Linked DNA regions of Mus musculus: all the other regions are linked to region 2. Evidence: chromatin contacts called from public Hi-C and HiChIP or PLAC-seq data. All regions are on one chromosome and are shown on one strand. The core of a region is the stretch at or near the end of the contact, and the rest is flanking DNA. Distances in the headings are between cores, read along the strand shown. Region 1 overlaps Cd80 (CD80 antigen). Region 2 overlaps Gpr156 (G protein-coupled receptor 156). Region 3 holds the start of Adprh (ADP-ribosylarginine hydrolase).

What was found. Hi-C and Micro-C count contacts between places; a contact is called where the count stands out from the background. HiChIP or PLAC-seq counts read pairs in DNA pulled down with a chosen protein or histone mark.
Region 1: a contact with region 2 is called in a Hi-C map of forebrain, with 5 times the contacts expected there. The contact joins two enhancer-like sites. A contact is called at or near these places in 2 of 39 promoter capture datasets (the 3T3-L1 cell line and liver), 6 of 484 Hi-C or Micro-C datasets (cerebral cortex, embryonic stem cells, forebrain and 3 more) and 2 of 115 datasets of contacts at active chromatin or transcription factors (double positive thymocytes and stem cell-derived neural progenitor cells).
Region 3: an H3K4me3 HiChIP or PLAC-seq map of embryonic forebrain shows a contact between it and region 2, with 2.1 times the contacts expected there. The contact joins the promoter of Adprh here to the enhancer-like site in region 2. A contact is called at or near these places in 5 of 39 promoter capture datasets (the 3T3-L1 cell line, 3T3-L1-derived adipocytes, hippocampal neurons and 1 more), 4 of 115 datasets of contacts at active chromatin or transcription factors (double positive thymocytes, embryonic forebrain, embryonic stem cells and 1 more) and 2 of 9 other capture datasets (adipose tissue and pancreatic islet).

What each region holds. Positions count from the first base shown.
Region 1 is chr16:38,475,170-38,478,788 of GRCm38.p6, forward strand. The region is part of intron 2 of Cd80 (CD80 antigen); the gene reads left to right. It also overlaps the pseudogene Gm8590. Among named protein-coding and RNA genes, the nearest start is that of Gm41453, 5.9 kb to the right of the region's middle. Within about 2 kb of position 1,387, at least 135 of the 459 cell types and tissues checked have an H3K27ac peak or open chromatin away from gene starts, as enhancers often do. A contact at or near this core is called in cerebral cortex, forebrain and uterus, where this site is marked.
Region 2 is chr16:37,972,057-37,975,884 of GRCm38.p6, forward strand. The region is part of intron 3 of Gpr156 (G protein-coupled receptor 156); the gene reads left to right. Among named protein-coding and RNA genes, the nearest start is that of Gm36225, 14 kb to the right of the region's middle. Within about 2 kb of position 1,970, at least 55 of the 459 cell types and tissues checked have an H3K27ac peak or open chromatin away from gene starts, as enhancers often do. A contact at or near this core is called in cerebral cortex, embryonic forebrain, forebrain and 1 more, where this site is marked.
Region 3 is chr16:38,451,222-38,454,840 of GRCm38.p6, forward strand. It overlaps Adprh (ADP-ribosylarginine hydrolase), which reads right to left and starts at 1,468. Exons shown (of 4, transcript NM_007414.3): 1 at 1,308-1,468.

The DNA of each region.
Region 1 (3,619 bases), core at 137-2,636, 500 kb after region 2:
GACTGAGAGCGTTAGGCCTGCAGATTTGTTACTCCAGGTTAAAAAGCCCATGATGTCTGGTTAGAAGAAACAAAATAAAATTTTTATGTTGACTATCCAAGTAGTAGTTTGATTGCGTGGCATTAAGGTAATAAGTAGAAAATAATAATGCCAACTATAAATAGGTCAGGAACACATGCAACTTTATTTAAGAACAAGGCCCATTTTAAATTTCCCCTTTGTTTTAGTTTTGGGTTTTGAGATAGGGTCTCACTATGTAGCCTTGGCTGGCTTGGAGTCTAGCCTCAAACTCAGAGAGATTTCACTACCAAGGAATTGTTGTTGTTGTTGTTGTTTACAATGACTTCCTCTGCAACCAAATTCAGGGTTTTCCCTTTTCTGGTAACTATACTCCGTATTCTTCCCTCATTTCTCCCATTTCTCCCAGTATCCCTGGGCATTTTCAGAAGGTTTCCTTGACAGCCTGATTTAAATGAGAGCGTCTTCCTAAATATATCCTGTGTGTCAGGCTCCGTGCTAAGTGGTGTCTTTCCATCCCTTCATCTCTGGAATGCATGGGTTATTAACCTGCCTACAAACCAAGACTAAAAAGCAAGGGAGTGGCCCACAGTCACAGGGCAAATCTCTGTTTAAGAGCTGCTCTTGATAGTCACTGACCCCTGCTCATACAAGCTCGGTGGCACTCAGACTTCCAAAACGAAAGCTCAGGGTATGGACTGGAGTAGAGGAACTGACTGCCACAGGAGAGGGGAGGAGCTAAATTCCTAAAGTCTAAGCATGAGAAGCAAGTGGCAGGAGGTATCCACACTTGACTCTAAGTCTACTTTAGCATCTTGCTGGAGGTCAAATATACAAATGAAATCAACTCCAGGAAGCCTCCTTGTCTCTTTAAAATGCCAGAGTAGCAAGGAATTAATAAAATGTAGTGGTTGTGATTACAGATTAAATACTGTATATTTGATCTGAGTACAAGCCTTTTTTTTTTTTTTTTTTTTTTTTAGAAAATGAGGATTGTAGAGGTTGGGAGGTCCCTTGGGTAGGTCATGGAAAACAAGGCTTTGGAATTTTAGCTACTAAGACATTAGAGGGCCAGACTCGGGAAGTGACTTAGTTGTGTGGTCCTAATGCTAGCTAAGGCAGAAGCTGAGTACCTTCTGATGTCCTTCGCATCTATGACTTTGCACAAATACAACAAATCTTTGGCCGCATGCCCTAACACCACCAGTATCCCTAACAGCAACCGCACAACAGCACAAGGCAGTAAGCAGTCACCAGAGTGCCTGGAATCCTGCCTACCTAGGCATTTTTCTTAAAGATGAAGGCCACTAGAACACAAGGCAGGAAGCTGTGCAAGTCCCGCGCGGTGGAGGCGGCAGCAGCGGCGGCTGCTCTGGTCCCGGAGATGGTGGAGCAGAGGGGCCTCCCGCAGCGACGGGGAGAACGTGTTTGCTGGGCAGCCAAAGATCTATGCCTACATGAGTCCTAACAAGTGCTCTGGAATGCGCTCTCCACTTCAGGAAGAGAACTCGGTTGCCCATCACGAGGTCAAATGCCCGGGGAAACCATTAGCTGGAATCTACAGGAAGCGAGAAAAGGAACGCCAGGAACGTTATCCGAAGCGCTGTGAAGTCAGATGAACAGAAGAGCAAAGACACCAGGAGAGGTCCCCTGGCGCCTTTTTCAAACCAAAAATCCGAAGCAGCAGAACCTCCAAAAACTCCACCCCCATCATGTGACTCTACCAATGTAGCAGTCGCTAAGCAAACCCTGAAAAAGCCCCTCAAGGGCAAGCAGGCCCCTCAGAAAAAGTCTCAAGGGAAAACCCAGCAGAATAGAAAATTCACCGATTTCTACCCTGTGCGGAGGAGCTCCTGGAAGAGCAAAGCTGAGCTGCAGTCTGAAGAAAGGAAGAAAATAGACGAGCTGACTGAGAGCGGGAAGGAAGAAGGCATGAAGATCCATCTAATTGATGGCAAAGGCAGGGGCGGGATCGCTACCAAGCTGTTTTCCCGGAGGATACTTTGTGGTAGAATACCATGGGAACCTCATTGAAATTACCGATGCCAAGAAGCGGGAGGCTCTTGTACGCACAGGACCCCTCCACAGGCTGCTACATGTACTATTTTCAGTATCTGAGCAAAACCTACTGCGTGGATGCCACTCAAGAAACGAACTGCCTGGGGAGACTCATCAATCACAGTAAGTGTGGGAACTGCCAGACCAAACTGCACGACATCGACGGCGTGCCTCACCTCATCCTCATCGCCACCCGAGACATCGCAGCTGGGGAGGAGCTCCTGTACGACTATGGGGACCGAAGCAAGGCCTCCATCGAAGCCTACCCCTGGATGAAGCACTAACCACTTGACCTCCCTGCCTCCCTGCCACCCTGCCTCCTTCAAAGGTCAAAGTGCACTCAAAGGGGAATGAATTTTTTTTTACACACACACACACTTACTCTTAGCAGATTACTTCAAATGTTTTTAAAAAGTATATTAAAGATGCCTTTTCATGTAGTATTTAAATATCTGTTACAGGTTTCCAAGGTGGACTTGAACAGATGGCCTTATATTACAAAAAAAAAAAAAAAAAAAAAAAAAAGAAGAAGAAAAGAAAAGAAAGAAAGAAAGAAAGAAAGAAAGGAAGCAAGAAAGAAAGGAAGAAAGAAAGAAAGGGAAAGGGTGGCTTCGAACTCATTATATAGCCTAGGCTGACATCATACTCTTCCTACTGCAGCCTCCAAAGTATACCTGCCTACTGGTGTGGTCCACCACGCGCGGCTAACCTTACTTTTTTAAGAAGCAAGGGGGCATTGAACATGGACTTAGGGTGATGCATGAGTGCTGAGAACTGGAGGTCCAGGAGAGCGTGACCATGTGAGTGGGCGCATGTGGGCTCCTGTCTGTTTCCAGGTTCTCAGGTTGAAGGGTGGCTTCACACTTGTTCCTTACTAAATAAACAGATAGAAGGAGCCCCGGGTGCTCTTCCAGTCATCAGGAGGAAAGAAAGGGAGGGATGAGAGAGAAGGGGAGAGTGAGGATGGGCTCTGGTGTTGGGGACTGTGACTGCAGATACAGTTCTGCCACAGGGTTGCAAGTTCCCCAAATCTATTTATTTACAAGATAAGATTATAGACATCAATGGTTTCACATTTGTGCTATTGTATCTATCTATCTATCTATCTATCTATCTATCTATCTATCTATCTATCTACCATCTATTTACCTATCATCTTTTTTTTTTTTTTTTTTTTTTTTGAGACAGGGGCTCTCTGCAAGGCCGTGGCTGGCCTGAAACTAGCAATGTAAACCAGGCTGGCCTCAGTCATGGAAATCCACCTGCCTCTGCTTCCTCGGTGATGGAACTAAAGGCCTGCACCACTCAGCCTGGCTGGTGATGGAACTAAAGGCCTGCACCACTCAGCCCGGCTATTTTATTTTCTAGCAGACAGGGTCTTCACTCTATTTTCCAGACTGACCCCAAACTTGGAGAGCTCAAGCAACCTTTCTGTCTCAGCTTTCTGTCCTACCACACTCGGTCCTTGACCCTTCTAAATCGGAGTCTAATGTCCTAAGATTGTCATAAAGAGAATGATTTCTAGAAATAACTAGGAGGGACT
Region 2 (3,828 bases), core at 720-3,219:
CACGTTAAAATGGGAGTCAGGGCCAGGTGAGAGGCTCAGGGCCCTGGTGGGGACAGAGCAGAGGGGAGCAAGCAGGTTTCCTTTGTGGTTCTCTTCTTTCCCACTTTTCCAAGACCTGGATCCCTAACACCCATCTAAATCTAATGATTAATTCATTTGACAGGCATTCAATAACATAATAAGGTACTACTAAAAGAGCCAAATCCAAGGTGCTCATTGGTACAAGGCTAGGCCAGACTCAGCCCTGGGGTCATAAATTCCCAGATTCTGGCCTGATAGAGAACCATTCTTGCAAGTATTCGTGAATTCAGCATTCCTCAAAGATTCCCAGACACACCTCGGCCATTCTCCTGCTGTAATAAACCTGAAAACTGTACAGGGAGAAACAAGAGAGCAAAGATGGATTTGCAAGTCACCAGGGAGCTGGCGCCTTGTGATTGGATACTTCTGTCGGCCAATGGTGTTTGCCTATGCTTTTTGCCCTACTTAGAACCAGGGCGGCTGCTCTGACGTTTTTTTTTTTTTTTTTTTTGGAAGTGCTACAAGAGTCTTGCTAGAAGTCACCCCTGGCCTTTCCTACAGTTGCAGTGGGAGGGAGAACGGAAGTGGAAATCTCTATGTGAACAATTTGCTACTTGTCTGGAACTGGAGCCCTCGGGTAGAAGAGTTGAGGAAAAGGGGAATTTTTCCCCCTATGTATCTATTGCCCCCTCTTGCTGTTTAAAAGCACATTTGAAATATTTTTCAATTGTGTGAGATGTGGAAATACACATTTGGGAATTTGGGGTTTTTTTGTTGTTGTTGTTTTGTTTGGTTTCAAAATCACTATCAAATGCAACCATAATACTCCTAGATGAAGCAGGCTTCCTCAATAAGAGCTCTTTCTGCTTCCCCTTTCTGCTCACTAGGGGTCTTCCCTGTCCCTTTCACTACTGTCCTACACCTGAGCCCACACAATGAGGTAACAGGCGTTTGCTCTGAAATGGAAGTCTAAATTTCCGTATTTCAGCTTTTAAAATGCTTACAAGGATGCAGTTTTGAATTGGTATTCTCTTATGTTTGTAGCCCAGGAGAGCTATGAATTCTGAAATATGAAATATGGGCCATGGAGATAGCTCAGCAGGTAACGACACTTGTCACTAAGCTGGATGCTCTGAGATCTCACGTGACAGGAGGGCAGAGTCAGCTCCTGTGAGTTGTTCTCTGAACCCTCCATGTGTGACATGGTACACAGATGCCAACGCACACACAAAGAAATGTAATTTTTAAAAATTTAAATCTATATATTCTCGTGTGTGTGTGTGTGTGTGTGTGCGTGCGTGCATGGTGTGTAAGTATGCCTGTGTGCATGTGTGTGTGTGTCTGTCTGTCTGTCTGTGTCTGTGTGCGCGTGCACGGTGTACAAGTGTGCCTGCATACACGTGTATGTGAGTCCATTCGTGTGTGTGTGTGTGTGTGTGTGTGTGTGTGTGTGTGACTGTGTGTGTGTGTGAGACTGTGTGTGTGTGTGTGTGTGTGTGTGTGTTAAATTGCCCTGGATAGAGAGAAAAGAACTGTTAGTGTTGAATTACATTTTTATTCTATTTTACAAGAGGAATAAGAAAGGAATCTTTGTAGTGAAAATGTTGAAACCCGGGGAAGAGGTAGCCTCACGAGCTGAGGGCAGAGGTTCTGTCCCATCTGCTTTGCCATTCCCACTTCTTAATGCTTTGATAGGTTCCTATTCAGGAATTAATGTTTGACACAAAAATGGCCATGAATGAGAGGAGCTGCCAGGAAAGCACAGGACACTGAGACCATCGGCTAAAGGAGAATCTGGGGCCAGGACGTTTGGCAAGTTTTCTTTTGTGCTTAATAACTAAAGCTTATATTTGGATGATCGGTTGATTGGGCTATAAAATCCACCACATCTCTGGAATCCAGGTCAGTCTGTTCTTACTGGCTAAGGAAGTGAGGCAGAAATGCACGTGACTGGCTTGCTGATAAGCCTGCAGCAGGGGAAAGACGCAGTGGCTCAAATGATTTGAAAAGGAAGGAGCTGGAAGGCGTCTTGGGTCTCATCGGATTTGACTACTGCTAATCGTTTGGTTTATTCTGTAGCCCTGTCCTTCCGGGTCCTTTATAGCTTCAGTGACTGTAGGTCCAAAATGACAGGCTGGTGGGTGGAAATTTTCCCCTCTCCAGATTAAAATAAATCTGTGCAAGCACTGAGGACTACAGAAAAGCAGTTGAGCTGAGAGAGGCCAGGCCCACCCAGCACTCGAGGCTTTAAGGATATAAAAGAAGTTATTACTTCCCCTGTCCAGCTGCAAACAGCTGGACGGTCCAGGATGAGCAGGTTTTCTGAAGCCAGGGAGAGTGATGTGTGCTGTTCACTTCTGTCACTAACAGCCACTGAAAGTTAGGAAGCTGTGTGGTCAAAGATGAGGTCTACCTCACAGAGCTGAGCCTCATGACCTGGGAGGTGTGTTAGACAAAAGCATTTCCTAGGAGAATTCCCCTGGAAGGATTCCGCCAATGGAAAAGAGCTTTTGGAGTAGCCTGATCTCATTGGAGACAAGTGAACATACGTGTGCACATGCATATGTGAATGAATACTCCCACAGACCCTTCGGTTTCCTAGAAACAGAGGCTGAGAGCGCACAGAGCTTCACAAATACCCTGTTAGGATCTCTCGTTTATTTTCAGGCTTCCTTCATCGCTATGCTGAGAGGAAAGCCCAGGAGAGCCTCACCCACACGAGACTCCTCAGTGAGGACTCAGCTTGGTCAACACCCATAGCCTGCAGAAACGCATTGCACATAGAGACCCCAAAATAACTGGTCTTTCTGTGTGCAGTAACATCAGGGAAGCCTCAGCCATTCCAGAGAAGTCCAGAAAGACACCCAGAAGCCACTTCTGTTACCCAGCAGACCTCCTTGTCTAACGCATGGACATTAAGCCAGTTCATGACACCCTCTGATCTCTAGCACTTTGGTGATCACCGGCAGGGGCTTATAGTCGCCTTAGAGAAGGAAGTTCCAGGACAGATGCTGGGAGAGCAGCTGAGAGGCTATTGCAAGGAAGACTTTGATCAGTTGGTGGCAGCAGAGGTAGAGAAGAAGCAGCTGAGTTCTGGTTGTATTTCAAGAATAGAACCAATGAGGTTTCACAACAGATTGGATGTGGGAAGGAAGGAAGAGTCAACAATGACGCCAAGGTTTTGGGTCCAAGCAAACGGAGATGGAGGGTGGAGAAACAGCTTTCAGGAGAAGACAAGGAGTTAAAGTTTTAATGGACTGTGGTTTAAAATTAAAAAGATCAGATGTGGTGGTACACACCTTTAATTCCAGCTCTGGTCAAGCAGAGGTATGTGAATCTCTGTGAGTTCAATTCCAGCCTGGAACGCATAGCAAGTTCAAGAATAGTCAGGGATACACAGTGAGTCCCTACCTCAAGTTGGAGAGAAAAGAACATATATATGTTTAAGGTTCCTGGAAGTGGATCTATTCCAAACGACAAGACACAGGATTCAGAGACCCTGAGGCGAAGTAGGATGAAATCATTGTGACTAAAGGATTTTAAGCTTGGGATGTTGAAAGGTCATTGATCTCTCTGGGTGGTCCTCGAAGGAGGCTTGAGTGGGATAAAGACGCAGGGCAGTGCACAGTTGAAGCACAAATGGTCGCACTAGTATTAGTTTGAGGTGTGCAGAATTCGGATCATTTAACTCGAACATTAGAAACGGGCAAAACAGCAAACGGATCAGACCTGTGGCACCATGACCATGCAATGTGATAAAGTTGGACTTTTGCACGACATAGGTTTATAATCCCATTATAACAAAGA
Region 3 (3,619 bases), core at 218-2,717, 480 kb after region 2:
TATTTACATACTCTAGTTTTTTGGCTTCACTGGTATCTGTGTGAGGGTGTTGGGCCCCCTGGAACTGGCTCTGTGAGCTGCCATGTGGGTGCTGGGAATTGAACCTGAGCCCCTCTGGAAGAACAGCCAGTGCTCTCAAACTGCTGAGCCATGTCTCCAGCCCCTTGTCTGTCTTCTATATGGTAAAAGTTCTATAGTGCCGGGCTGCAAATGCTATTCCCACCACAAATGAAATCCTTGCTAAAGCCCTGGCTTCCCGGTGTACACATTTTCTACTCTACTCAGGCCAGGGCTCCATGACACCCATTCCGTGTGGTGATTCAGTGTTCCACTGTCTGCCCCCTCCACGCACCCAGCCTCCCCATGAACAGGGGCAAACACTCTTAGGGGCAAAAAGACCTAGCTCACCCCTGCCCTCAGCCCAAGCTCTTCCCATCCACCTGTCTTTCTTCCTCTAACCGCCATTTTAGGTTTAGTTCAAGCCCAGGTACCTCCACCATCCATCTAGTCACACTGCTCAGGTCTAGGGCACAGGCCAGCAGAGACCTGGAGAAGCAGTTAAGGGTAAAGATCTGGCTTTTCCATGCTTGATCCTGATTACATGTGTGTGTGTGTGTGTGTGTGTGTGTGTGTGTGTGTTGTGTGTGTGTGGTGTTGTGTGTGTGTGTTTTATGTATAAATAACGGCTAGGAACTAGAGTTCTGTAGTCTCTTGTGTTAGCTCTGTGACCACTAACAATCCTCTCACGCTGGAGTTTCCCATCTGTTTCCCATCTGTGGGGGAGGAAGGCCTCGTTCTCCGAGGTCCTGTTTTGGCCCAGGTTTTCGAAGCCCTAGCTTTGTTAACCTCTGAGAACTAAGGACTAACGCCCCCACCTTCTCCTCCCAATGCTCCAGGTTCCCTTTTTGAGCTCTCCATGGAAGAGTGTGGGAACCTACGGAGGAAGTAGCCAGTATCTTTTCTCTTTGAAATTCCTTTTCACCTTGGCACATGCATCCATCCTGGCCCAGACCCACCCTTCAGAAGTCATTATTCCTTAACCCACTCTAAACGGGCACAGGTGACAAAGCCATCAAACTATACAATCAAAGCCGAAGTACACTTCGGGATTTCCCATTGGTTTCCTGGCCTGGGTAGAAAGAGGAATAGGGAGAGGGGATGAGGGGAGGGGAGGCCGCGATGCACTCAGGAAAGTCTTGGTGGCCACTTTGAGGACACTGGCCTAGCACCAGTCTGGAGGTGAGAGCGGGACCGAGCGGGTACTAAGGTCAGTAAGAGGAGAGTGGCTCGGGGACTCCTGGCTGTACCTGCTGAGGCGGAGCTGAGAGCGTGGGGCGGGATCGGGGTGGTCCAGAGCCGAGGGCAGGATTGCCCGAGCTGGAGGCGGGGTACCGGGCGCAGGAGTCCTGCTGTGGGCACCCAAGCCAAAAGCCGAACAGGGGCGGAGCCGCGGGCCGGGCGGGTCGCTGGCGCACAGCGGCTTCCGGCGGAGCTGCGTCCTCCCGCGTCCTCCGCACTGGACGGAAGGAGGAAGGGGCGGTGCTGGGGGCGCCCAAGCCTTGCGCATCAGCTCGGGAACCGCTCCGCGCTGCGTGTGGGCCGAGTGGAGTGGTGTCCGGCCAGCCTCGTGCTCGCCCTGCCAGGGTTCTGCCCTGCCAGGGTTCTGCCCCGCGGACCGTTGGACTCCCAGAGCCTGGTACCCACCGCCCAGAGCGGCTTGGGCTCACCGATTCTAACCCTAGTCCGTTCAGCCGTGGTTCTGCGTGCTCTCCACAGAAGGGTTTCAAACGGGAGCTTAGAGGGGAACTCTTAAGGTTCTTTCCCCTAAATTATGACTCTGGATTTGTTAAAACCCTAAGGTGGCAATGGCGGCGTTGAGCCCAGATGTCAGGTTCCGAGAATAAACGTGTGCCAGTGAACACTCCCCCGTACCCTCGACCCAGCTCGGTACAGCCTCGTCTCCGGAAAGGCACAAATCGGGCCTTGTGCTTAAATGGAGTATCTGCTTCTATACAGTGACCCTGACGCACATCAAAGATCCTGCTTTGACTCCTTAGACTTAAGATCAGAACATGTCTGCTCAAAAATTTCAGACCTACTCCCAAGAACTCACATCCCCTCTTCTATGTCTTCAAAACAGAAAAAAAGGAAAGACTTATCTGGGAAGGAAACTTGAACTGAACATTTAACATCTATTAATTTTGGCGTTGGTGACTCTATTCTTGTGTAAATAAATCTATTAATCACAATAATAAAGGAGGTGTTCACGTGGAGTTTAGGGACTTTTATTAAGCAAAAATAAATTGATAAGTCATAGGAAAGTTAATATATTTAATAAATGTGTGTGTGTTGCTTGGAAGGGTAAGCATCAAATTGCAAATAATTAGAAGAGGAACAAGAAGCTTTCCGAGTAAAGAGAGGAATGAAGGAAAATTAAATTTTGATTTATTTTTTGAGACTAGGCTGGTCTCAAACTCGTGATCCTCCTGCCTCTACCTTTAGAATGCTAGAATTTCAGTCTTACAACACCACACCTAGTTTATATCTTTTAGAATATTTTTTCTATATTATATCTAAAGATATTTTAGAGAAAAATAGAAACTAGATGTTACCCCTGATACATATATCAGTCTTTATGGTATGCATATGATTTTAAAACAATGGGGTCATTTTTTAAATAGAATTTTATATCCTTTCTTAAAAACTGGCTTTATCAACTACTAATGTGACTCCAAATGTCCACAAACATTAACACTTCCACAATAAGCCAACTTCTAGTTTGATACAATAAAAAGGGTGAGGCCCTGGGGTCCAGCTGCTCTCTCACCAGATCGCGGTTAAAACTGTTTTAAAAGAGAAAAGATTCACTGAGGATCAGAAAACAGAACAGTCCAAGACAGCTTTGACACTGCATAGACCCAAATGTGTTGAGTGCGGATGACACTGTAACACTATGAGTGTTCTGACTGATAAAGCTTAGGGACCGTGCACTAGCACCCCTGCACACTGACAGGAAGTAGTTCATATGCAGGGTGGGTTGGACTCTCTAACAGAGACTAACAGTGGAACAGCAGCAAGGGCCAAAGGAGAACAGAGCACAGGATAGACCAGAAAACTCCTCAGAATAATAAACGCAGAGAGTGCGGAAACTGGAAAGCCAGGGACGGAGACGTGGAAAGCCAAAAGCAGCTGCTATGTGGTCCATTCAGGAAGACTAAGATGATATCTGAGCAGCTAACTGTATGTCCTCTTGGCTGGACCACAGCACCCAGATTGTTCAAATCTTCCTCCAGATGGGAAGGTATTTTACAGCCGAGATTAGCTTTTATATCAATAAACATGAGGTACAGTGGATTATCCTCCATAATGTGGGCAGGCCTCATTGAATCACTTAAAGATCTTAAGAGAGAGGACTCCCCTCCCCCTGGAAAAAGAGAATTCTGCTAACTGACAGCCTTAGAGGTACAGAAGGAGACTCTACCTCGACACAATGGCAAAAGTAGAATGCACATGTCCTTAAAAATAGTTTACGTCATCAGACGGCACCTCCATGGGAGTATTTGTTCAACTCATCCCATTCTAGTGAGGAAACACAGACCAGTTAAGAGAGTTCCTTGGA